Linked DNA regions of Triticum aestivum: region 1 is linked to region 2. A link is a contact called in public Hi-C data. All regions are on one chromosome and are shown on one strand. Each heading gives the region's core, a stretch centred on a gene start, on an enhancer-like site or on the middle of the called end of the contact. The rest is flanking DNA. Distances are from core to core; before and after follow the strand shown. Region 1 holds the start of LOC123079022 (VQ motif-containing protein 4). Region 2 overlaps LOC123079021 (dynamin-related protein 5A).

The links. A called contact is a pair of places that touch in the nucleus more often than the background predicts.
Region 1: a contact with region 2 is called in a Hi-C map of leaf, with 7 times the contacts expected there. The contact joins the promoter of LOC123079022 here to the enhancer-like site in region 2. A contact is called at or near these places in 2 of 5 Hi-C or Micro-C datasets (both in leaf) and 1 of 1 datasets of contacts at active chromatin or transcription factors (leaf).

The regions. Positions count from the first base shown.
Region 1 is chr3D:379,781,665-379,784,364 of IWGSC CS RefSeq v2.1, reverse strand. It overlaps LOC123079022 (VQ motif-containing protein 4), which reads right to left and starts at 1,341. Exons shown (of 1, transcript XM_044501693.1): 1 at 230-1,341. The coding sequence starts at 1,213. The coding sequence ends at 497.
Region 2 is chr3D:379,500,384-379,503,083 of IWGSC CS RefSeq v2.1, reverse strand. It overlaps LOC123079021 (dynamin-related protein 5A), which reads right to left. Exons shown (of 8, transcript XM_044501692.1): 8 at 2,525-2,700. Among protein-coding and RNA genes, the nearest start is that of LOC123079021, 5.5 kb to the right of the region's middle. Within about 2 kb of position 1,268, at least 5 of the 8 cell types and tissues checked have an H3K27ac peak or open chromatin away from gene starts, as enhancers often do. A contact at or near this core is called in leaf, where this site is marked.

The DNA of each region.
Region 1 (2,700 bases), core at 92-2,591, 280 kb before region 2:
GATGCGAGCATACCAGAGAAGAAGACTCGAGGCAGGCATGTTTCCAAATATACTTCACTCGGGTTGCAGCAGCAAACACCGGACTTTGGACAATTATAGCAGATTCAGACCATATGTATTTATGAGCTTGGACGCACCAACGGTGGTGGTTGATGAAGTTCAGAGGGAATCAATCCAAACAGCAACAGAAACAAGATCAGAATTGGGAAAAGATCTACTAGCAAAGAAAGGTCGAAATTAAGCTGTAATTAACCGATTAATCGAGTCGCAACCTCAAAAGAGAACCAACTCCCCTCTTCCTTTCAAGAAGGGAGCAAAAATTACAACAGCAGCGCCGGCGCCGGCGAAGAACGACACAGCAAACACCTTACTACTACTATGAAACTAGAACTGCGAACAAAGGACGGCGATGATACAGCGACGGTAGTAGAAGTCGTAGATTACTTCATGGCTGGCTGAGCAGGATGCGCGCGCAAAGGCGGAGGCTTTGGGTCACTCACTCGGCCGGCGCCGCCGTCGCGGACGCGGCGGCCATCCTGGGCGAGCTGACGGGGAACAGCGGGAGGAGCCGCGGCGGCTCGGCGCCCCGCGGCGAAGGGTGGAAGAAGAAGCCCTTGTCGGCGATGGCCGCGCGCTCGGCGGCGTCCCCCGAGGACGACGCCGGCGAGGGGAAGAAGGGGTCGCCGGTGAGCGGCGTCACCGGGCTGCTGAGCTTCAGGGACGGGAAGTCCAGGACGCTCGGAGACAGGATCTCCGGCGCGGCGGAGGCGTTCCTCGTCGACGGCGGCGCCCCCATGGCCAGCGGCGCGATCATCTTGAGGTTCTTGAGGCTGCTCCGCCGCTCGTACAGCTTGAAGGACGGCTTCTTCGGGCGGCACGGGCCGCTCCCGCTCGCCGCCTGGTTCCCGGCGCTGCCGTTGGTCGTCGCCGCGGCGGCGCTCTTGGAGGACTGCTCGGAGCCGGTGAGCATCTGGACGACCTGCTTGAAGGAGGTGGTGTCGGCCTGGACGAAGGTGGTGGGGAAAGGGGTGGTCTCGATGGTGCGGGGAACGGGCCTGGGGGAGGGCGGAAGGTTGTGCGGGTGCGGCGGCTGGGCGCGGTGGTAGGGGTGAGACGGCGAGGTGGAGGAGGAGGAGGAAGAGGAGGTGGACGACGACGGGGAGTTGGGGTCCTGCGGAGGCATGGGGAGGAACTGCTTGGTGCACGGCTCCATTGAAGCCTTGCGTCTGCGTATGGTTAGAGTTGGGATGCGTGAGCTTCTCGGGGGCGAGGAGGAAGGGAAGGGGGAGAAGAGGATTTGGAGCGAGGAAAAAGGGCCGGGGGTTGGTTAAGAAGAGAGATAGAGAGAGAGGGGGAGGGGGAGGGAGGTTAGAGATGCATTGTTGTTGGTGTGAACTGTGAACTGGACTTTGGAAGGATGCTTTCTCTCTCCCTCGCACACTCACGTCCGTTACTTCAGCTTTGGTTCCTTTTCATGCTGGGGTTTCTCAATTTTCTCTCGTCTCTTTCCTCTCCTTTTTCTTTTCTACCTAGAGCATTTACAACCGGACTTAGGGCAAATCCGACCCTCAAACACGCATCCCGGAAGCAGCGGAGCGCAAGCCGGACGATCATCTCCTCCTCAGGACCGCGTGAGATGAGCTCGGGGTCGACGGATCTAGAGATGTAGAACTCATATCCGCTGCCCGCCAATGCCGAAGTAGGCCGAAGATCGTCGGATAGGGTGGAGTGTAGTGGAGGCAGTGGAGGGGAGGGGAGTGGAGTGGCTAGGGTTTGGTCCAGGGAGCGGATGGAGACTATTATGTGTGGAGTCGGGTGGGCTAGCGTAGGCCGGATCCGACGTGGAGGACGCGCCCGGTCGTTCCTAGGCCTCCCATATCCGCTTCATATTTAGGCTAGATATAAGGGGCGCCGGTCAGCCTGGGGGTTTGAGACGCCCATCAGGGTCGCTTTCTTTTACCGGTCACTTACCAGATCATCCGCCCGGGCGTATGGAGGGGGTTTGGGTGCCCAACTGTACATGCTCTTACTCGGCGGTGTTGGCTAGCGTGTTGCTGGTGCGAGCTCACATAGACACAACCTCTATTGTTTATTCTTTTTTCAGAACAAGCCTCAATTGTTTTTTGGGAAATACCTTTTTGAAACATAGGGGTTCCCTGCCCCAACTTTATTAAGCCAAGGCACAAACCAACAATCTCTTGGTGGCAATCCAAAATGGATGCGGCAGCTGATATCTCTTTTTTATTAATTCGTATTGAATGAAAAAGAGTATCCCACGCCTATTTTTTCATAGGTGACCAGTTATCGAACCTATGAGAGAAAAATTCCCTTGAAGCGATGGTCTCAACTAAGCTTTCGTCAAAGTGTCAAATCTAGCTTTTGACCGGATCAACAAGCAAAATAGTGATTCGAACTCTTATATTAAAAAAGGTATGGGTATGAAGTTTTATGCTTACAACCTTGTATTTGTGATGAGATAAAATAAGATATTAGTTTCTGCGCTGGAAGTCACCCGGCGAGATGTGTTTCTTACGGATCAAAGTGAGGGATGTGTCCAAATAACATCTTGACCGACACAAGTCCTAAATCAAGAATCAGTTGTCCTACCGCATGCCTTATCCGTCGCGCGGGATTACCTTGGTAATTAAGATAATGAAATCACACAAGAGCTTTGGGCGTTTAATGACTACACATATGATC
Region 2 (2,700 bases), core at 19-2,518:
GGCCCTGGTCGCTCTCGCCGAGTTGATCATTGTCCCCCGCGCCAACGGAACCACGTCTGGCCGGCGGAAACACCGGTCAAACACTCCATCGCTCGCTCACGCCGTACGTCGACTAGCAGCCCACTCGCTCTCACCCTTCAGGTCTTGAGTGCACTTCAGCTCCCAATCCACCGCCCCGATACATGTGGCCTATACTCAATCCATACGCCTGCGGCTCCGCCGCTGCTCGTGACGATGGCCTCCTCATCGATCAGTTTCTAATTTGGGAATGCTGAATGTCCGTCCGGTCAAGTGAACGTGCGGATAAGCTAGTAGCTCACAGATACACCGGCCGTCGTGTCAGTACACTATTTTGTACTACCAGCCGTGCGAGCCTGCCAGAAGATCCACGATCAAACCAAGCATGGCGTGGGGACCTGGGGACGCAAGCTTGCCGAATTTATATGCATCCAAACAACGATAGTAATATTTCTTTGCATCTCCAGTAGATTTTGCGTCTTTAAATCCAAATCTGCGTGTTGGAGTGTCTGTGTATCTTCAGCTAGATCCATGTAGCATCACGCAGCAGCTCTGCATTTCATCTTCGGCGAGTCCCTGTGTTCCCTCCGATTGAACTGTCCTTGGCTCCACAAGTTAGTGCTAGGATTAGTCCACACAGATGGAGAATTAATCTGGTTCATGATGGTTCCGCTGCCATTTCTGCATCAGGACTCATCAAACCTTTCTTTGACCGGCAAATTAAGCGTGCTTAATTCCCGTCCAAGTCCGCATCTAGCAGTACTGACCATGACACAATGCCAATCAATCGCTCTGGATTCTGAACCACGCTTGCTGACTTGCTGTCACTTTTAGCTCACCCTACTACACGCTTCCATTTCCCTCTCAAAATATACTTTCGAGACAGAGAGATCCACCCAGTGCCATCACGACTGCGAGCTCATTCCCTCGCAACAGCCACCAAATCTGCAGCGTAAAGTTCGTCTCATTCTTGAAGACCAGTGTACAGCAGACTAAAACGCGTAGGTCGCTGTTCCTTCACGACCCGGTGTCCCCAGGATGCAACCCACTGTTTGATGATCTATCTACTACTGCAACTCCCATGGTCCTTGGGCTCCATGAGACCATGATTCCACCGTCACGCGCACTAGTACTGCATCCACCGATTCTCCACGGACCACACAAGTGGATGGCACAAGATGCCCATCCATGATCCATCAGCTGGGATGGGAGGTGCCTCCAAAATGGTGGAGAAAACCCAGCACTATTCTCCTGTCTTCTAGCTATGCCCACTCCCTTTCACTCGCTCCCCTCCACGCTTGGGGCTCCAGGACCCCCTCGAACGTGGACGTCAAAGAATCTTGTTTGAGATACGAACATGTAATAAAGCAAGATTTGAACATGCATATATCAAGATAGTCTAGACCTTTATACTCCCTCCGTCCGGAAATACTTGTCTGAGAAATGAATAAAAATGGATATATCTAGAACTAAAATACGTCTAGATACATCCATTTCTTCGACAAGTATTTCTGGACGGAGGGAGTACAAAGAAGGGACAGGGGATTCGCTACCATCCGTTGACCGAGCAGGCAGACGACGGGACAGAGAAACAAAGAAGGAACCACAATTTTTGTAGAACCACCTAGAGAAAAGCCGCTTGTTTTGACGATCGATTTCAAACAAGACATTCCTCTAGACTAGAAAAAGTGCGTGGGGACTGTCGCCTTGTCAATTTGGCGTTTCGAATCACAGTAAATTGCTGAATGAAATTTTGTGCAGAGTTCACTGGAAGAAAAAACAGATTGACGCAAAAGAGAAATCAATCAACCATGAACAAACCAAGTCATTAATTGATAACAACTGAGCAGTTGCGTGCTTGAGATTGACAAGCTGTCAAACAATTTTAGCGAGCCAAGTAGGCATGTCATTGTTACCAAAGGCAACCAGAATATTTTACATGTCTGTCCAAAATGAACTAGAAAGCAAAGCCCAATTCCTCGACAGAATAATGGAACAACGGCAGAAAACATCGTTTCATCACTTTTTTGACAGGGAAGAAAACATGGCTTAAGTTACAAGGAAATTCAGTTGCGAATAAAGGGAGAAAAGTGTGAGGCCTGTGAACGTTTCATCACTTTTTTTTGACAGGGCAGAAAACATGGTAGAAGAAATCACCTAGATTCTCATGCAGGTGACAGGGTGATGGACAGGTGAAAATACGGCCAGAAAGATACAGGGAGGGAGCCATCAAACTCCAACCAACAACAGCCTACTATATTTATTGTGCACATCTAAACACTTTTGCCTCGTGGCCAAATCTGTTGAATCGGTCCAGTGGTTCATTCATACTCAACTAATCTCATATTAAAACCAAAACGGGAAGCAGTCCAACCAGACCACATGCTGAGTACTAGTATAAAATACAGATTTGGCCCTAACATACGAATTGTGCCATATCTTGAAACAAAATGGATATATGTTGTACAGGAGTTGTGCACAACTGGTGAGATTCGAGATCACAAAATCTAGTAAGCTGCAACTTTATAATCAAGTTGTATATAGCCCCAATATCTGATAGGGATAAAACATACATCTTCAACAAATGCCAAGTAGTAGCACACAAATTGTCAATAAGGAATTTGACACACAGAGAATACAACGAACAGCCTGCATTAAGGTACAGAAGCATGGAGGCTCAGG